Regions from separate parts of the Hordeum vulgare genome. Here region 1 is linked to region 2. A link is a contact called in public Hi-C data. All regions are on one chromosome and are shown on one strand. The core of a region is the stretch at or near the end of the contact, and the rest is flanking DNA. Distances in the headings are between cores, read along the strand shown.

Evidence for each region. A called contact is a pair of places that touch in the nucleus more often than the background predicts.
Region 1: a contact with region 2 is called in a Hi-C map of seedling, with 3 times the contacts expected there. The contact joins the promoter of LOC123444844 here to the promoter of LOC123440510 in region 2. A contact is called at or near these places in 2 of 6 Hi-C or Micro-C datasets (leaf and seedling) and 1 of 1 datasets of contacts at active chromatin or transcription factors (embryo).

What each region holds. Positions count from the first base shown.
Region 1 is chr3H:542,725,443-542,730,638 of MorexV3_pseudomolecules_assembly, forward strand. It overlaps LOC123444844, which reads left to right and starts at 2,880. Exons shown (of 16, transcript XR_006631033.1): 1 at 2,880-3,165; 2 at 4,056-4,182; 3 at 4,289-4,329; 4 at 5,144-5,196.
Region 2 is chr3H:542,526,209-542,531,162 of MorexV3_pseudomolecules_assembly, forward strand. It overlaps LOC123440510 (cytochrome P450 94C1-like), which reads left to right and starts at 2,249. Exons shown (of 1, transcript XM_045117076.1): 1 at 2,249-4,430. The coding sequence starts at 2,425. The coding sequence ends at 3,987.

The sequences.
Region 1 (5,196 bases), core at 1,630-4,129, 200 kb after region 2:
AGTCCAAATATGTGTAAAATGATATAGAAGTGTGGCAAAACATATAACAATGTCACCCAAAAGATCATGGAACAAGCAGAATTTATAGATACGTTTGGGACGTATCAAGACCAAACCTCCGATAACACCTATAGGATCTGAAGTATGTCTTAAGGGGGGGGGGGGTGATTAGGCTACTTTACCAAATAAAAAGCTAGCATTTTCCCAATTTTATTTGTGTGCATGTTTTAGCAATTGTAGCAAGTCAAGCACACCCTACACATGCAAGTCTAAGAGTATAGAGCGGAAAGTAAAGACATGCACATGTAAATAGAGGGTAGGGATAGGAAGATCAAACACAAAGATTGACACAGAGATTTTTGCCGTGGTTTCCGATAGGTGGTGCTATCGTACATCCATGTTGATGGGGACTTCAACCCACAGAGGGTAATGGTCGGGCGAGTCCACGAAGGGCTCAACCCATGAAGGGTCAATGAAGAAGCAACCTTGTATATTCCATCACGGCTTACGTCAACGAATGACTAGCCTCACTCGGGGTAGATCTTCACGAAGTAGGCGATATCCTCGCCCTTACAAACTTCTTGGTTCAACTCCACAACACGAAGTAGGAGGCTCCCAAGAGACACCTAACCAATATAGGAGACACCACTCTCCAAAAGGTGATATATGTGGTAGTATGATGAACTCCTTGCTCTTATGCTTTAAAAGATAGTCTCCTTAACACTCAATCACTCTCTCATAGATTTGGCTTGGGTATAAGAGATTGATTAGGTGGAAAGCAACTTGGGGATGCTAGAAATCAAGATTCATATGGTAGGAATGGAATATCTTGATCTCAACACATGAGTAGGTGGCTCTCTCTCAGAAAAATGGATATGACAAGTGTTGGGTCGTTCTGAATGCTTCCCCTACGAATGAGAGGTGGTGGAGGGGTATGTATAGGCATCTCCAAAAATCCAACCGTTACAACATTATTGCCCGCTCGGTGAAACCGAAGTAAAAAACTCAGTTGCACCGACTAGTGCAAAATGTGGCAACTTTTGGCGTTTCGGTGACACCGATATATGAATCTCCATGGGTTCGATTTTGGATGGCCTCGGTAGTTACCAAACTCGGTGGCACCGATTCCTAAAACTCGGAAATTGCGATTCTTAGAAATAGGTAGACAAAGAGTTGGTCACTGATTCTCGGTCATACCAAAACAAGACATGGTGTCACCAAGAAAGCCAGGGTTTGCCATAGGATTTGTCTGAGGTAAAACTTTGTCTGGCCGAATGGAAAGTTGGTGGCGCCAAATTTTGGATATTTAGGATTTTGGACAAAATATTTGTGGGAGAATTCATGAGTATTTTTTGTGGCTAATCTCTAAGCACTTGACAAACCAGATCATCATAGTCACCTCATCCCCTTTTAATAGTATTGGCTTTCTACGGACTCAAGTGTGATTTCTCACAAAAATATAAAATGTACAGTTTTCAAGCTTGTTGCTAATAGATGTTCCTTGCATATAGGGGTCCTCCTCACAATCCTTAGACAATGCATCATTGAACTTTTCCTGAAATATACTAGGTAGAATCATTAATCCAATGACATATACGTAGTTATTAATTACCAAAATCACCTTAGGAAGAAGTCGTGCTTTCAAGTTCACAACTATCAGTACATTGCGGAGGCATTCATATAGTCATTTCTTTCATCATTATTGAGTTGTTGTATCGAGTTGTAAGTAGATAGAAGTGTGATGTTCATCATTATTAGAACATTGTCTCTGTGAGGAAAGGATGATGAAGACTATGATTCTCCCACGACTCGAGATGAGATTGTGTACGGAAAAAGAAACAAAAAAATAGAAATAAAGAAAGGAAGAAATAAAAGAAATAAATGAGAGAAAATAAAGAAGCGACACTACTACTACATCTTTTTCCACACTTGTGCTTAGAGAAATCACCATGTTTTTCATATAGAGAGTCTCATGATTTATCATTTTCATATGTTAGTGGGATTTTTTCATTATAGAACTTGACTTGCATATTTCATTGACGGGCTTCCTCAAATGCGTGAGGTCTTCACGAGCAAGCAAGTTGGATGCACACCCACTTAACTTTTGTTCAGCTTTCATATACTTATAGCTCTAGTGCACTTGTTGCATGGCAATCCATAATCCTCGCATATATATATCGATTGATGGGCATCTTCGTAGTCCATTGGTCCGTCTAATTGATGCGAGACTTTTTTCTCCACTTGTACTCCTTTCATGTCTACCACCATATTCTATTCCATCCATATGCTATGTCAATGGTTTACGCTCATATATTGAATAAGGTTGAAAATGTTGAAGCGTGTTAAGAATACAATCCAATTGCCTCGCTTAACATCGTGATGCTTAACATTTGTATTCATGTGGTGAATATAAAGACATGCCATGCTAATATGATAAAATAAATGAGAGTAACGTTCTTCAGGGATCATAAAAGCAAAGCTAAACCTCTCGTGAAAAAAGAAAACACATTTTTTTCATGCAATTTTCTTTTTAAAAATTATTTTTCGTCTAAAAGCTAAGAAAGAATGGTGAAAAAACGAAACATCAAAAACATAAAAAATAATCTAAAAAACCAAAAACAGGTGTGAAAAAATAAAAAAAAACTGAAAAAACATTCAGGCGTTTGAGAACACGTGAAATGACTTGCGATCGTTGAAAAAAATGATCGTTGAAAGGCTTGCGAGGGAATGCTCCACAACTACTTGCTCCCACTAGCAGTAGGCCCGCAGTACGTAGCAGGGCCGGACTCGGAGCCTTTCGAGGGCCTGAAAACACATACTAGGAAACCAAGCCCACGCGGGCGCGCCCCAAGGTGTATAATTGGGCCCATCTTCCGCCAGACATGCCCTCTCTTCCCGCGGCTCTAAGCCCTAGAACACCCCTTGCTTTTCGTCGCTGCTCCCCCCGCCGGTGATGGCCGCGCCGCCGGAGACGACGGGCGCGCCGTCCCCGCCGGAAGGGGAGGACAAGGGAAACGCGGGCGTCGAGGTCTGCTGCTTCGAGCAATCTGCAGAGGACTTCTCCAGAGCGGTACGCGCCATCTCGGAGCTCGCCGCCGGCGAGCCCGAGCCCGGCTTCCCCGACGCCGAGGCGGAACGGCTCGCCTCCTCGATAACGTTCCTCAGGTGAAGACACGCCCTCCTTGCTCCCCAAACACCGCGATAGAATCTGGCAGCTTTCAGTTTCGGGCTTGCAAACCGTACAGCGGCGACAGTAATTAACATCTGCTTCATCGGTTGAACTTTTTACACGTGGCGCGTGACGGAGATGTGGTTGTGCGAGTACGGTGGAGCTTGGAACGTGGGGCTTCTTTAGTTCTGTTGATTGATTCGTCGTGTGTGCGGGAGAGTTTTGTTGTAGTTTGTGAAATTTGGAGTTTATGGCACCATCACAATTCAAAACGATAAATTCTAGTCGTCATGTTCTTGTTATGGTAGCATTTATTTCTTGCGGTTGGTGTTCACAAGGATTCATTTGATACAGCCACTGCGTGTGATTGTGTTGTTATCAGCTGGTTTTTGCCTGATTAAAGTGATACCATGAGACCTGTTGTGAGAATATGGTGCCGTGGTAGCTAAAATTTAGTAAGTTCAAGTTTTTTGTTTGACTGATTGTTGATGATAGGATCTTTTAAATTCAATGGCTGGGCGCCTGTACACTGGGATTTTTTGGCCTTTTCTTGATCTACAGTTCTAGTTCCTTTCATTTTAGATTAAAAAGATCAGATTTATTGGCAAGTAAGGCCACTTTTATTGACTTGGTATGGAATTAATTTGAGCCTTTTCTGCTTAGTAGTAGCACATGCTCATCGGAGATGGCTCTGTTTGTCCATAAGATTAGCACATTGTGAAAAGTTGCAGTTGTTACATTGGCAGTATACCTAATTGGAGAGCACAAGATGTCTTCTTGTTTCGTTTTTACTAGCTTACTCTGTCCTTCCTGTTTTCGTAGTTTAGTGTTTTCGGATTACTCAGAACCCATTCTGCTGGACATTTAATCAATTGTTATCTTCCAGAGAATGGAGGCATTTTAATTATGAGCCAAAAGGTGTAAGTTTTACTCACGGCACTGGATCAACTTCATCCAGAGATAACACACATGAGATTACCTTACCACAATTCTCGTCTGCATCTGTTCCTCAGGTTAGTAAAACTACGGTCCTAATTCCTGATTCTAAAATTCCTGTTATAACATTGGAGGGAAGCTTTCTGCTGATTTCTTGGATCACATAAGTGCAAATCAATGCAGGTCACTCACTTGGAAGATGGGAGGGATAATAATACATACAGGTATTCTTTCTAGAAGCTAGACTTTTCCAGCTACTATAATCTTCTTATTTTGTTACATGATTCTCCCTAAGTTTGTTGTGGAGAGATACATTATGATTTAAGTCCCTCAGTTCTGGTTATTTGGAGTATTGAAGTTATGCCCCGAGATTTTCATATAGCCCTTTTTATGTAATATTTTTGTTTATCTGCTCACAATTCAAAGGTTGCTGCACAGGGACTGGTAAGCAGACCAGTACCTATTCTCATCTTGTTGGTGAAGAATTTTCCACCAAAGTATAACAATTTTCTTGCTGTTTCACATGTAACATGGTCTCGAATACACCTTTGATAAGTACCCTTTCTAATTGTATACAGGTAAAATAGTTTAAAATAATTAGTGCTAAGGAAGTAATTTCATTGACCAATATATGAATACCATTTTGTTCTTTGGTGTAATCAGTGATCAAAACTGTAAATTTTGGACTGCACACGCTGTAAAAGAACAACTATTTGAGGATGAAAACAGTATTCTCTTGGTCCAGGAGTAATCCTGCAGAGTGAGTTGGGTAATCAAGTGTCGCCAACCCATGCAAGGTTTTGCTGCTTTTGGGGGATTTGTTAGTAGGTCAAGAGTGAAGTTACTTGATGAAACACCATTGCTTTGTTTCTTTCATTAATTAAAGTTCAGCATTGTCATAAAATAATGATATGTGGACACACTGCTAATTTTGACCTTCTTATTTCTACACTCTTTCAGTTTTCTCTTCTACATTATCAATATGACTCTGGAGAACCATGCTGATTGAACTGTGATTAAATCTCTTAATTTTTGCAGTTCTGATTTCATTTTGTTCGCTGGGGGGAATGTTTGGTCGCTGGACTGGTGCC
Region 2 (4,954 bases), core at 999-3,498:
TAAGAGTGTGTATTATATTATTTTTTCCGTTGCAACGCACGGACCCTTTTTCTAGCACGGACCCTTTTCCTAGCTTTATAAAAAGGACAAATATGCCTTATACAAAGGAACAAAGGGAGTAAGACAGTGTGAGATACAACCGTTACGTTTGGCCATTTTCGGAAGGGTGGGAGGTGGACAGCAAAGATAGGAGAATTTTTCGTTTGCATAGACAAAGATGGATGTCCCGGTCCAAATATTGCCACGAAGACACATGACAGGAGCAATGACGAAGACGTTGCCGCCGTTTCTGTGATTGAACTTGTTATTACTTGTATATATATACGTGCTCACATGGCTTGCTATACGTGCCTGGTACATTATTACGCACGCCCCAGGAATCTCATCTCCCTGCACAGGATAGAATACGCACTGCAGCTATCCAAAACTGTATATATTTGCATGCGACATAGCCGCTCGGAATTTAAGTGCGTAAAGCATCGGGCCAAGATATCATTTCCGCGCTAGATTCGGTGGGTCTACTCATGTTTTCATAGCTTATCAGGTAATGACTCGCCACTCACGCCACCTGTTCACGGCTCACTTAATTTTGTTGTACAGGTCGGCTTCATGTTGCTAAACAGTAAGTGTCTGTTTTTTTTTCTTGGTGGTGTGCTCTGTAAAGAGCACAACAGTAAGTTTCTGTTGGCCGGGCCGTTGCTCTAATTTAGTATGCCGTCCATTTGTTATACGCACGGATCTCATCTCCGACTGAGCACGTACCAGTACCACATGCAGGAGATTTATTAGTAGTAACAAGCAGTTGAAAGATGAACATGAAGCACATGCACGAACCACATGGTTTCTCTTGACCCCTGGTTGGGCTGATGTACGTGCACCGTACATTGTTTTTTCATAGCTGGAGAGAGCTTTTTTTTTTCTTTTGCGGGTTGAGCAATGATGCAGCAGTACCACTACTTTTTTGTCCAAAAAAAAATCATGCATGCAGCACTACTCCCTGCTTTTGTTTACCTAGAAATTGAGAGTGCAATCAGACTCACGACGACATGATTAAGCTGCCACGTCGGGTCTTACGAGGCGAGCAGCTCGATTGATCGGCGACATACCTATCAGTGAGCACGTCCTCCGACCGTAAAAGCGAAACAACTTGCACCGCGTTTTCAGAACAAAATAGAAATACTCCCTCCGTTCCATAATATAAGTCTTTTTAAAGATTTCATAAAAGGACTACATACAAATATACATAAACATATTTTAGAGTGTAGATTCACTTATTTTGCTCTGTATGTAGTCCCTTAGTAAAATCGCTTAAAAGACTTATATTTAGGAACGGAGGAAGTAGTTGGAAACTTGCACCGCATTTCATCATAAAAAATCTTTGCCGCGCGCTGGGTAGATACCCATCGAGCAGCAGTGGCGCCGTTGGATGAGGCCCGAATTAATCGACCCTGCAGCGCAGCGGCCTGACCCCTGAAACGCACCGCATTACTACTACTATGCAGCCCGTCACGCACGCACGCAACTTGCGCCTCCAACGATGTCAGTGTACCCGGGGGCATATAGGAGCTAGCGGCGCGTACCGGCATTGATGAGTTTACTGGGCCGCTGTCGCCGAGAAAGGTCGGTCCGTCCCGGCGACGGCAGACGGGCGGCAGGGACGTACGTGTTCCGGCCGGGTGGTCCGGCGCCTGGATAAGCTAGTGGACACTGGAAACACGTGCAAAACGCCACGGCGCAGTAAATATCCCTGGATCGGCGACTAGTCCGGCGGTACAATCGTGCTGTCTGGGTCGTGGGAGGGATCCAAGCACTCACTGTAGTGCAGTCAGTAATAACTGGCTCTGGTCCTGTTTAAAAAATAACTGGCTCTGGCTGGCCCAAGTAGGCAAGGCGCGGGCTTTCCTGTTTTGTAGTACGATATAGTACACGGGTAAAAGGAGCATCGACGCCGTGGCCGACCGGCCGCGGTAGAAAAGGCAAGCACTAGCCGGAGGCCGGGCCGGAGCCGGAGCCGGAGGTGGGTGACGATGCGTGGCCCGATGGAGCGACAGGCATGGCGCGGCGGACAACGTGCAGATCATTAAGCTAGCTGTTCCTATTGCACATGTGGCTCTCCACCTCTACTAGAGTCTAGACCACCAGCCGCTACAGGCCGACCGATCGAGGTGCGCTCGAGAGGAGAGCGAACGTGCTCACACCTACTGGCTACTGAGAGGGAGAAATAGCGGTCAAACTCACGAGGCGAGTCCATTCCTCACACCACACCGTCCTTTTACACACGAGCTGTGACGAGAGGGCCGGCGGCAGTATAAAGCGGGGGGCGGGCGCAACGGCACCTCACCTCACCCCCCGCGCGCGCACACACGCACGTACGATAAAAAAGCAGCTAGCGCCGTGGTTACGGTTACGTACGTGGTGCTCGTCATGGGCGTCGAGGCTGCGCTGCATGGGGGGGCGGGGGCGGCGGCGGAGGCCCTGGCGCTCTCGCTGCGGCCGCACGTGGCCGGCGCCTTCTTCGCGCTCGCGGCCTGCGCCGTGGCGCTCGCCGCCCTCCTGGCCGTGGCGCGCACGCGCCCGCCGTGGTGGTGCGACTGCGCGGTCTGCGAGGCCTACCTCACGGCGTCCTGGGCCGGCGAGTTCGACAACCTCTGCGACTGGTACGCGCACCTGCTACGCCGCTCGCCGTCGCAGACCGTGCACGTCCACGTGCTCCGCAACGTGCTCACCGCCAACCCGGTCACCGTCGACCACATGCTGCGCGCGCGCTTCGACAACTACCCCAAGGGCAAGCCCTTCTCCGCCATCCTCGCCGACCTGCTCGGCCGCGGGATCTTTAACGTCGACGGGGACGCGTGGCTGTTCCAGCGGAAGCTCGCCGCGGCCGAGCTGGCCTCCCCGGCGCTCAGAGCTTTCGCCGCGGGCGTCGTGGCCTCCGAGCTGCGGGGCCGCCTCCTTCCCCTGCTTCACTCTGCCTGTTCCTCCTCCAAGGTGCTGGACCTGCAGGACGTGTTCCGTCGCTTCGCCTTCGACTGCATATGCAAGATCTCCTTCGGCCTCGACCCGGGCTGCCTCGAGCTGTCCATGCCGGTATCGGCGTTCGTGGACGCGTTCGACACGGCGTCCATGCTCTCCGCGAGGCGCGCCACGGCACCCATGCAGATCGTATGGCGCCTGAAGCGGTTCTTCAACGTCGGGGACGAGAGAAAGCTCAGGGAATCCGTGCGCCTCGTCGACGGGTTCGCCGCGGAGGTCACCCGGCAACGACACAAGCTCGGCGGCGCCGCGTCCGGCAGCGACCTCCTGTCGCGGTTCATGGGCTCCATCAGCGACGAGAAGTACCTCAGGGACATCGTCGTCAGCTTCATGCTCGCCGGCCGCGACACCGTCGCCTCAGCGCTGACCGCCTTCTTCCTGCTCCTCTCCGATCACCCAGAGGTCGCGGCCGCCATCCGGGACGAGGTGTCACGCGTGACGGGCGACGACGACGACCGACCGCGACCGAGCTTCAGCAAGCTCAAGGACATGCACTACGTGCACGCGGCCATGTACGAGAGCATGAGGCTATTCCCGCCGGTGCAGTTCGACTCCAAGTTCGCGGCGGGCGACGACAAGCTGCCGGACGGGACGGTCGTGGCCAAGGGCACGCGGGTCACCTACCACGCCTACGCCATGGGCCGGATGGAGTCCGTGTGGGGCGCCGACTGCTCCGAGTTCCGGCCCGAGCGGTGGCTCCGCGACGGGCAGTTCGTCCCGGTGAGCCCGTACCGGTACCCGGTGTTCCAGGCCGGCGTGCGCGTCTGCGTCGGCAAGGACCTGGCGCTCATGGAGATGAAGGCCGTCATCGTCGCCGTCGTCCGGAGCTTCGACATCGAGGCGATCGACCGGAGCTCGCGCCGGCCCAAGTTCGCGCCGGGGCTGACGGCCACGTTCGCCGGCGGCCTGCCGGTCAGGGTCCGCCGGCGAGCGCGTGGCTGCCCACCAACCTGATACGGAATAAACAACTGTTGGTGCCCTGACGATCGCCTTCTTGTTGGCTTATTATTCTCGCTCGTTCCCTTCTTTGTTTCGAACAAGGATAAAATCGTGCGCTAGATTGTGTGCCGCTGGCAAACTCGATCCGTGGCCACTCGTGCCGCGAGTGCGGTGGCATTTGGCAGCACCGAGGAGTTGATCGATGCTCGACGATTGATTAGTCAGTACGCAGCTCTCCACTTGAGGTTCAGAATCGCGATCGATAGATCTACAGATAGATTCCTCGATTCGACAGCAAATTATTGAGATCGGATCACGCTTCAGTTACGTCCGACTGTTCTGTGGCACGGATGAACGAAAGGCTATATTTAAACCGTCGGGGAAAAAAATACCCCTTGGCTCTCGGTGTATAGGCACCTGGTATGAATGGAAAAATAGTACGTAATTACGAAAGAAAATCAGAAAGTTTTGTAACTTTTTCAAAAATAAATTTGACTTGTCGTACTTGTATAAAAAATTCGGCGAACAAGAAACTACCATCGAATTGGTAAAGCAAAATTAGGGCAAAAAGTGTTATAGAAACTTCTATATATTGTTGATTTTTTTTCACCCAATACCATGAAAATTCATTGGTGAAACCTTTTGCACGAATACAACAGAAAATCAAGCTTGTTTACACAGCAGTTTTTTTTTTTCAATCACTAAATTTATTTTTCATATCAGGTGCATATATGCCCGAGAGCCAAATGTGCGCTTTCAACTGCCGGATCAGGTTTGTGCGCTTCATACGATAGCTTAACGCTCCTCACTTAAAGGAAAAATATGGAACACATTTTGAATCGGTTCCATTCCTACAAAAAAGAAAACAAAGTGTTGAACAGTGATTGCCCATCGTTGCTGTGAGGTCGTCGTCGTTGTCACGGCGCCAAAAAAGTTAATAGAATGTCATTTACATAGAAAGAGGGAGAAGGGCTGAAAGTGT